Linked DNA regions of Mus musculus: regions 1 and 3 are each linked to region 2. Evidence: chromatin contacts called from public Hi-C data. All regions are on one chromosome and are shown on one strand. Each heading gives the region's core, a stretch centred on a gene start, on an enhancer-like site or on the middle of the called end of the contact. The rest is flanking DNA. Distances are from core to core; before and after follow the strand shown. Region 1 holds the start of Ttn (titin). Region 2 overlaps Ccdc141 (coiled-coil domain containing 141). Region 3 overlaps Ccdc141 (coiled-coil domain containing 141).

Evidence for each region. A called contact is a pair of places that touch in the nucleus more often than the background predicts.
Region 1: a contact with region 2 is called in a Hi-C map of myocytes, with 3 times the contacts expected there. The contact joins the promoter of Ttn here to the enhancer-like site in region 2. A contact is called at or near these places in 2 of 484 Hi-C or Micro-C datasets (muscle stem cells and myocytes) and 1 of 9 other capture datasets (liver).
Region 3: a Hi-C map of myocytes shows a contact between it and region 2, with 2.0 times the contacts expected there. The contact joins two enhancer-like sites. A contact is called at or near these places in 1 of 484 Hi-C or Micro-C datasets (myocytes), 1 of 115 datasets of contacts at active chromatin or transcription factors (embryonic stem cells) and 1 of 9 other capture datasets (adipose tissue).

Annotation. Positions count from the first base shown.
Region 1 is chr2:76,981,269-76,984,452 of GRCm38.p6, reverse strand. It overlaps Ttn (titin), which reads left to right and starts at 1,906. Exons shown (of 313, transcript NM_011652.3): 1 at 1,906-2,115.
Region 2 is chr2:77,108,166-77,111,234 of GRCm38.p6, reverse strand. Ccdc141 (coiled-coil domain containing 141) reads left to right here. Exons shown (of 24, transcript NM_001025576.3): 6 at 2,756-2,872. Among named protein-coding and RNA genes, the nearest start is that of Gm39862, 39 kb to the right of the region's middle. Within about 2 kb of position 1,539, at least 15 of the 459 cell types and tissues checked have an H3K27ac peak or open chromatin away from gene starts, as enhancers often do. A contact at or near this core is called in myocytes, where this site is marked.
Region 3 is chr2:77,032,949-77,036,524 of GRCm38.p6, reverse strand. All of the region lies in intron 17 of Ccdc141 (coiled-coil domain containing 141), which reads left to right. Among named protein-coding and RNA genes, the nearest start is that of Gm39862, 36 kb to the left of the region's middle. Within about 2 kb of position 2,259, at least 15 of the 459 cell types and tissues checked have an H3K27ac peak or open chromatin away from gene starts, as enhancers often do. A contact at or near this core is called in myocytes, where this site is marked.

The DNA of each region.
Region 1 (3,184 bases), core at 657-3,156, 130 kb after region 2:
CTGGCTGATTCCCTTTTCCTTCCTTATCCCCCCTCTCTCCTCCTTAACTCAGAGCGTTCTACAAACGTGAGCACCCAAAGGCTGGGATCTCAATAATACTGAAAAGTCTAGAAAGTTCAAGGACAGCGAACAGACAGGCAGCTCGGGAGGAGACACATAGGACTTCATGTTTGCAGTATATGGTGTATTTTCATAGCTTATCTGCTCTCTGAATTGTGTTGGGCTCAACTCAATGGAACACAAGCTCCAGGTCTCTATTCAGTTGTTAGCTAAAGTTTCCAGAGCTAAAATGGCTTCACTTGCCCCCGATAAACATGACATGACACTGACATACTCTAGATTAGAAACATGTATGCTACACACACACACACACACACACACACACACACACACACACGAGAGAGAGAGAGAGAGAGAGAGAGAGAGAGATGCACAAATGAATTTTAAATAAATAGCAAATTATTGAGCACCCCGAACAAGAAGTTCACTTATTGTCTATTATGACTGACAAGTTCCCTTAACAGGAGTCTCTGGTTGGGAGTCACTGTCAAGATACACAACATGAAACTGGCCATTTGGGAAGAAAGGGATGAAACTGAGTGATAGCAGACACCGGCTGGTGGGGGTTGGGCATGGCGGCTCCAGCCAGACAGCAGCACTTAGGTAAAGGAGATAGCTGTTTAAATAAGGACACGGTGGTGTCAGCTTCTTATCAGAGCTTCACGGAGCCAGTTGCTGGTAAATTGAAGCTGTTAAATGTTAATGAACTATCACTATATAGGTAGCCAGGAGACTGAAAAGGCTCAAAAAGTTCAAAGTCTACTGCAAGGCCAATTTATCCCACAACAGGGAACATTTTTATTACAAACATAAGGAAATTTGTTTTAAAATTTAATTTTTTAAAGTCTGTTTTATTGATAGAAGTGTCTTTCCTTTATCAATGAGTCAATTTTCTTTGCTCTGAGCAGAATTTTACAAATCCCTGGGTTGAGCCACAACAAAGGCCATTTGATATGATCTTTTGTATTTGAACTATCTCTGGCTTAAAATTAAATTCACTCCTAAAATAGTAAGTATATCATGCCCTAAACACTTCCCATTAGTGACAGCAAGCTGCAGAGATTAGAAGCACACCCTGTACTAATCTTACACCAAGTAAAAGAACCCTATGGCTGGTTTAAACTCAGACTTCACCACTCAGCAAGGCAGCCCATGGGTATTGGTAAATACTACTGGCAGGCAAAAATGAACTCTAACCAGAGCAGACATTGTCCCACACAGACTATACCGAAGCCTTAAGCAGACTTTGCCTTTGGGTGTTATTTCCTGCAAGGCTGGGGTACACATAACTCACTGACATTGGCATAGCTATTCTATAGAACAAACAGGACAAATGGATTCTCTTCAAATGCTACGTTTATCGAAACTGAGTCTTCAGAGAAGATGAAACCTATGTGTGATATAAATTACTTCATCAGCTGTCATGATTGACAGGCCCATTTGGTTGGGTTTAGAGGGTAGGGAACAGAAGTGGAGCCTGACTCACAGGGCACGGGGCTCAAGTTCAGGATTGTTTTAGATCTACAAATGTCCACAAGTTTTATCCTTTGTCACATTCTGGCCTCCGTTCCACCTGGGTAGAGTTTTCACGTTTGCAGCAACCACTCTTGTCTCTGAGTCCCAGTGAGGTCGATTTTAAAATACAATTCTATTTCCTCGGTAAAGCCTCTTCTGAAAGGCTAAATTTAGCACTGCCAATCAGAGGAACAGGTGGTCTGTGATACTCCCAAATAGGTCCTCTCCCATCATGCCTTCCTAACAGAGCCAATCACAGAGCCGGGCTGTAAGGATGTTGGGCTGTCAGCAGATCTGGGGAATATAAGGGCCGGCCAGCCCCTGGCTCTGGAGCAGTCGCGCATTCCCACCTCGCCTCGGGTGTAGGGATTGCATAGGAAACAAAACCACACAGTCAAGACTGTGTGGTTTTGTTTGGAGGGTTAGAGGCTCACCGATTCATGTCGGAGATGGTTGGAAAAACCAACTCTACGTAGGACGTCGTTTCAGAAGCAAACTTGGGCTTGGTCCCACCCTTTTTGGGCACTCCTGAGAAATCAGGTGAGTGAGAACCAGCTTGTTTGATCCCTGGAGCTCTTTCTGATTGGTTACTATTGGATGCTCTGAACAATGAATGCCTTCTGTTAAAGGTTTCATCTTGCTGACCTACAGTGTGAATCTGTGTTTTAAATTTGGTTTTGAAATGTACATTTTCCAGAGAGAAAGAAAGGGAAAGAAAAGAAAAGAAGAAAAGAAAAAAGAAAAGAATCAAGTGCTGAAGCGATAGTCAACCATTCTGATTTTTAAAATGTATGGGATGTCCTAGAACCAGGAGTCTGAAATGGGGACATGAATGTTTGCTTCCTTAGTAAACGTGTCTGCTGAGAATGTACAAGGTTATGTGACCCGTTGATAAAGCAAGGCAGACCAAGAATAGCTCAGAGAAAACCCATGTGGCATCAGCTGCACCCAATGACTTTTTAAGGGAATCCACTGCTGAGGTATCTGTTGCGGACGGTGGCAGAACACTTGTCTGCTGTCAGTCAAGCTGGACGGTTTATTTTGGGAGTGTGACATTTCAGATGCATGCCTTCAGCCTTAGGCCTCTGAGAAACAAGTGCTCACAGAAACAAATTTAGTCTTCCTAGACAATAAGAATATCAAACCCAGCTAGGCCACTTAATTCTCAACATTTTATAAGTTTGAATGAAGCTATAGAATTGCTTTCTAGAAGATTCCAGATCTCATTATGCATTTTAATTTAACCCACAATCCAATTATATGGTGTGAGATAATGTTAATGCTAAAAAGGGTAAGAAATAAAGGATTCTTAATTTCTAAATACACTTTGATTCCCTATCTTCCTGGGATTAGATTACAAATTGTAAATGCCCATTATTAGATAAATACTTAATTATACATGGTTTATCTAAGGAGATAGCTAATTTTTTTTGAAGATACACTGGCTTACAGACAGGAAAAATTAGGCATAAAATGTGTTCATCTGAAAGATAATGTGAAAGAAGCAAGAGTTTCTGAGAAATGTTTCCTGAAAACTTTTGGATAACATCTGGATTTTTATGGGGTATGAATTTTGTCTCAAAAAAAATTGAGTTATAGGACTAAGAAG
Region 2 (3,069 bases), core at 290-2,789:
CAGAATGCCTCATGATAAGATGTAATGTGCTAATGATGATCTACTTACTTCAAGCATTCATACCAACTTGTGTTTCTCCCTAAAGTGTATCTGGTCAGAAAAAAAATGTGTAGAACTAGAATCATAAGTTTTGGAAGCCAGGATGAAAGCTACTGAGTATCACAAGAGTTTTCTACCTCCAACGTGTTGCTTAGTAGGTAGCTTTTGAAGGGTGAAATAGTGTCAGCAAGAACCAAAGGATTAAGTCAGTCAGCACTATTTAAAAGTCAAAACAAGCTGTTGCAGCAGTGCAGACCTTCAATCCCAGTACTTGGGGAACAGAGGAAGGCAGTGGAAGCCCACCTGGTCTGTGTGCCAAGGTCCAGGCCAGCTAGAGCTATGAGGTAAGATCAATATCAATAGAAGAAGAAAGAAGAGGAGGAGGAGAAGGAGGAGGAGGAGGAAGAAGAGGAAGAAGAAGAGGGGGAAGAAGAGGAGGAAGAAGAGAAGGAAGAAGAGGAGGAGGAGAAGAAGAGGAAGAAAAAGAAATCACAGAATTTCCCTCCCTCGCTTCCTTCTAGGTTTCATCATCTCTGACATTTGTTAGATGACAAATATTTGACTCACAAATTAAATAGGATTATCTGCGGCTATAGGCTTCTCACCTGTTCAGGGAGATTAAGGAACACCTGCTTCCTCCTTTGTTTCATCCACTTAGCGTCCATATTAGCTGGCCCACAATAAAACATTCTTGAGATGTCTACCCCCACCCCAACTCTAGCTAGGAATAGAAAACACTCACTTCTGGTCCTCAACAACTAAATAGTCTCAGTTAGTTATTCTCATGCTCTCTTTGAGGAAAACCCCCCAAACCACTCCTCCGTTCACATTTCTGTAAGCACTCGCTGGCGTTGTAAGAAATTATTTTATATAAAAGCAAAATAACTTTTAGTGCTGTTCTCTAAGTGCCCTCTGTGGGTTCTTCTATGTATATTGTACTTATCTAGTTCTAATTGGATACCAGAAAAATGGTTTCAAGGAACTATAAATATATAAAAATACTATATACATACATGTCTATATAATGTGAAATATATATATCACATACTTTACCAATATTAGGAAGAAGGTGAATTTCATATAAAAATGGCTACAGGATAAATGTGGATTTTTTTTTTGTTGTTTGTACTGATAATGGGCTAACATTTTGGTAAGCTGAAGAAACCCTGTTGCTCCGTAACTTATTCCCCATTCTGTGCTGGGGAAATGCTGAGCTAGTTCAGACCTTCTGCTCTCAAGATCAGCTGCCACCCCAGCTCCCCGTGGCCCACAGGCATCTCACTGGGGTGAGCCTCTACCACTGCCATCTGCGGAGCATGAGGCACATTTTCAGTTTGGAACTTTAGACCCGACACCCTTTCCTCAGCCTCCGGCTTCATATATCCCTTCCTGTTACAGGAGCTGGAAGAAAGCCCATGGCTGTGCAGACAAGATAACTGGGGCCTCAGAAAGACACAGTATGACTCTTGGCTCTGCCCACCATTTTGAGCGGACTGCCAATTTTCATCTTTGAGGTTGGCAACAGTATCCCCAGACAACAGGGCTGAAAGACTGTAGGTGACATGAGCATAGTGGCGGGGCACAGCAGAAGAGCATGGATTTTGGAATTATGTACACTTGGGGCAGATCCTTCTTCTGCTGCTACCATCTGTCTCTAGATAAACGGCTTCAGCTCTCCCAATTCATTTACTTCTTCTGTACGTTTGTATGATTAGATTGCTCTTGTTGTGGACTTACTGAGAAAGACGAAGACAATGCTCTCAAAGCAACGAGCCACACATCTAGTTTATAGTGTGGTGTCTTACAAATTAGTCATTCTGATAGGATTCAGGGATAATGCTGTACAGAAGCAGATAGTGCAAATCTAGCTGCACTTCATTTGATGGATATCAAGGTTCTTGTGTTCAGGAGTCTTAAGTCAGAAGTCTCACATCAAGTTATAGTATCTCTTAAAATCTGGCCTCACTAAAAGTGCAACACCACAAACTTAATGGTAGAGTGCTTGTTCGACTTGTGTGAGATCCTGGGTTCAATGTCAGCATTCCTCCAAAGTTAACTAATTAAAAAATTAAAATAACAACATATTTATTACTGCAATCAACCTCCACAATATCTGTTGTCTTGACACTGTGTGTCATGTGTCCTGAGTCAACCGTACATGTATCTGGTACCCACGTCCTGTTCTTACAGTCTCCATGGGGTTTCATAACTGTGCCTTTTCATTCCTCCGATTTCCTCCAGGGACTGCAAATGAAATACGTTTGTATTTTCTTTTTGTATACTAGAAAATATGATTCCACATAGGCTGTTCAATATCTTTAACTGGATCTGTGTAACTATATCCAGGCTCATGTTTATATAGAGAAAAAACGTTATATTTGGAAAGGAAGCAAGATGTATGGACTGCATGGGGACGCACTGTGGCTTTTGGAGAATATGCTGACTCATTTCTCATGCCTCATAATCCACTGAGCTGTTAAGCAGCCCTTCCCTGGGCTCTTCTCTGGTTATTTAGTCCTTTTTTGCCCTTAAGCATTGAGAGGCTGAAATAAAGAGAACATTAAATGCCTAGATGATGTTAACATCCTATATAAATTAGCGTATGTAGAAAGAGATCGAATTGCTTTGTTTTGAAAGGTTGCACTACTGTGTCTGCATTTAAATCGTCTATCCTGATCATTTACATATTGGTCCTTTCTTCTCACCCCTTCCCCAGGTTTCTTCTTGGTTTCAGAAAGCAATAAGAGATCTGCAGGAACAGAGTCTGGGCGCATCACTTTCAGACAACAGAGAGCTAATCTGCAAGCACGAGGACCTGATAGTCAAAGCAAAGGTAAGGTCCACTAAAATGAGTGGGGAATGCAAGGGAGATGACTCTTGGAATAGGCTGAGTCATTTACAGATTGCATAGAAATGATCACTAGAGCGTTAGGGAACGCCACTGCCCATTAACTGCTAGAGTAACAGTAAGACTGAAGCTTGTAAACACACACACACACACATACACACACACACACACATCGACACACT
Region 3 (3,576 bases), core at 1,010-3,509, 75 kb after region 2:
GAAGATGTGTGTGTGAGGGATTCATCTTAATGCACTAGAAGGCTGCAGAGCTTCTGTCTGTAGTTTTTGGGGCTTTGGGGGCTTGGGGAGTCAACTTTGAGCCAAGATTTACCTGCCAGACATGAACATACTTGGCGTTTGCTTATCGGAATGAACTATTGTCTCAGTACAATCCCAGCCAACCCTTGGCAGTCCTGCTTTCCAATACATCTCTTATAATATGTATGAGTGATCTGTCACAATTGATTTGATTGTTTCCAGAAAATCTTTTCTTTTGACTTTGCTGAAGCTAACTTTGAGTGAACTCTTCACTGGGGCCCTTACAGAAGGACTTTGTACCTCAAGGTGAACGAAAGGAAGCCGCTTGAAATGCCATTTGAAAAATAAGATGTGATTTCCTTTAAAGACACGTAACAGTGCCTTTTGTGTTACATTATCTTTGCATAATTTTATGCATAGGAAGTTTTTGAAAAACTCGTTTTCTTCATGTTTACCCGTGAGAAACACAACTGTCAAACTGCCAGATTTTATGGCATTTTTTTCCCTACCCATTTCATGCAAGGATACATTCGTATGCATAACAGCTCAATAGCACTTTGGATTTTCTTGCTTGGCCATGTGAATATATCATTAACACACAAAATATCCTAGAAATTTCCATGACCATATTATATTACAAAGGAACCTCATTTGTTTATAATCTACCTTTGAGAAGTTAGTATGCTGCTACGTTTCCTTCTTACAAGCTGACCAACAAAAGAATTACCCTTATATTTACATGATGTTAATGGGGATTTATAACTTAAAGGCTCCTATTTTGTGTCACAAACAATTACTTTGCTGGGAAGAATGGGATGACAGAATCAGGCCGCTATCCATTTTCTCAAAATAAGTTTTCCACACAGAAGCTTCCAGACCGTTACACTACCTTACCCGGGAAAATCTCCTCGAGGACAGCAACAGCTTTCCTATCAGAAAGTAAGAAGGAAAGGATTTAGCATATATATTCCATATACCAGGCATGAATCCCCCAAATTCTGTTGCAAATTTGAATGGATTGGTCATCTGAGAGCCAGCCACAGAAACTGGATCAGAAGCAATAGATTATAACTGAGGAGTGATGCTTTTATATAACACGCATAGGTGATAGAATGAAAACCACACTCTACTGTCTGGCACTTTGCCGCGGACAAAATGAGCATGGGTACCATCCACTGCAGGAAAGGGCACAGGAACAATTTACATAGGGAACAGAACACCAGATGGGCATCACTGAGAAAAACACAGACAATGTTCATTTTTCCGATTTGTAACCCAAACTTGTCTTCGAAAAAAAATAGTAAATTGTCTTTATCCAACAAATGTATTTCATGTGGCTACCGAGAGCCATGCTGTAACTCTACAAATGTCTGTAAAACACAGAAGAGTCTTGAGAAACTTAAAACCCACATGGTACTTCAGCGCCCAGCCATCTGCTCAGCAGGCCCTGACCCAGCTGGATTTGGGTAGCATATATAAGTGGACAGGAAAAATTACAATTTGTTCAGAAAATGTTCATCCCAAAGGCTTAAAAATTTAAATCGTAGTGTTTGATGTCTGTAAAATACCATGTAGGATCTTCTGGAAGGTATGGACAGCTCACGTTTAAAATGATAGTTACCCTTTCCCAAAGTAGAACAAACAAAATGTACTAAATTCATTATGAAGATGGTGGACATTCAAGACAATGTTTAATGCTGAGACTGGCTGCAGCTTATAATTCAGAACAGGTCTTTGCTTTATGACTTGTCTCACTTCCTTTTGCTATGTGCCTTGGAGCTAAGGAAGATGTTCTCTGGTTACCAAGTAGAAGAAGACCAAAGAGACTTCTCCAGAAATCTGTCCAACATGGAGACCCAGTGCTCTCCAATAATATTTGCAGAAGCTCATCCGGATTAGATTTTGCATCTTTGGATGTCTTCGTTTAGAATCCAAGCATCTCTGGGTGGTGGTGCATTTCAGCCTTTCATTATGAGTCTCTGAACTTGTGAAGTGGATGCTAGAGAAACAAAACCTGACTGCTCGTTTTGAATTTGGAAGTTCAGCCAGTATGCCACAGTCCTAAAGCAAGGTTTTCTTTGCAAACCCATTGCCTTGGTTTTAAATAGCCCATGTCCCTCACACCAGTTGGCCTTGCCAGTACCAGACTTACACATCAGGCATTCTTGTGAAAGCTGCCTCAGCCAGCTTAGTCAAGGCTAAGAATAGCGAGCCAGCCTAGCCTGTCAGGAGCTCTTAACCTTCTGTTTCTAGAGAAGTTTTCTCATTTCTAGCCCTGAAGAGAGACTTATCACTCACTGGGGAAATTATGAGAGGATACGTTTCAAAAAGAGAGAGCGAGCAGTTTTACAATTTTAGAATTTTTTCTAATTATGGCATGTAAGTTTGGGCTACTTCCTCTGTACAAACACAGAGGAACTGAGCATTACACAGAGGAAAGAATCAACTCACTCACTAAAAAAATATTCTAACATCCATAATACATAAATTTTACTAATTCGAATTATAGCGTTTATAGGTTTCTAGTGAATAAACTATTCCCTTTCCCATGCAGTTGGCGTGTGTGGCTGCTCATATGTACAAGCAGGGCAGTTGTCTGACCCGTCTCCACCATGCCCTATTGTTGACAAGCTTGCTAAAGTTAGAAGCAGCTGTGTGGACAATGATACCCCAGAGCAGTAACCAGAGCACTTAGTTCCTTTAAAACTGGGATACCAACTTACGTGGGGATTAGATTAAGTTTTCCTATTGGAATGTGCGGATAAGAGAAATGTGGTGTGGCTGGATTCGTGGATGCTAGAGGCCCTTCATCCACGCTCCCTTCTACTTGTATGTATAGTGCTCTTGAATTTGCATTAAGAAAGGTACAAGAGATTAGATTTTGACTGGCTTTCCAATGTGACTAAACAAGAATAGTGCCAGCAACTCTGTGGCACAAGCTTATGTGTCAGAATGAAGCTCTCCAGTTTGACATACCCGTAGCACCGCAGGCATTCTTTGGCCTTCTAAATCACCTCTGTGGACATGCATGCATGCTGGGCATGCAGAAATGAAGTCGTTCTTACCAGTTCCTAAGTCTGACGTTTCTTAATCTTCTTAGTAAATTAGAAGCACATGGCTTAGAATGAAAGTGTTAGGGATCCATCTCCCCACCATGCTCGTACAGCATTCAAGTAGATGTTAAGCCTTCCTGGTTGAAAAAGTGAATAAAACCCTTTGGCTATCCAGTTGATGGTAGAACTTCTCTTTCTTCCTCTAGACTGATCAATAATGATGACATGATTCAGTAAATACAGTAAGGTAGAAAGCTGTGTTATCCAGTGTATAATTGTCAGTGTCTGAACACCTTAATTCCTTTTGTAATGGTTATTTTATCTATTACTTTATTGTATTCAGTTTTATTTTGTGTGTGTGTGTGTATGAGAGAGAGAGAGATATATACGTGAGTGCGAGTTTGTGTGTGTGGGCACAGGTGCTGGCATACTACAGTGTGTGTTTGGGAGACAGAGGACAACCTTGGATGCCAGCCCACTCTTC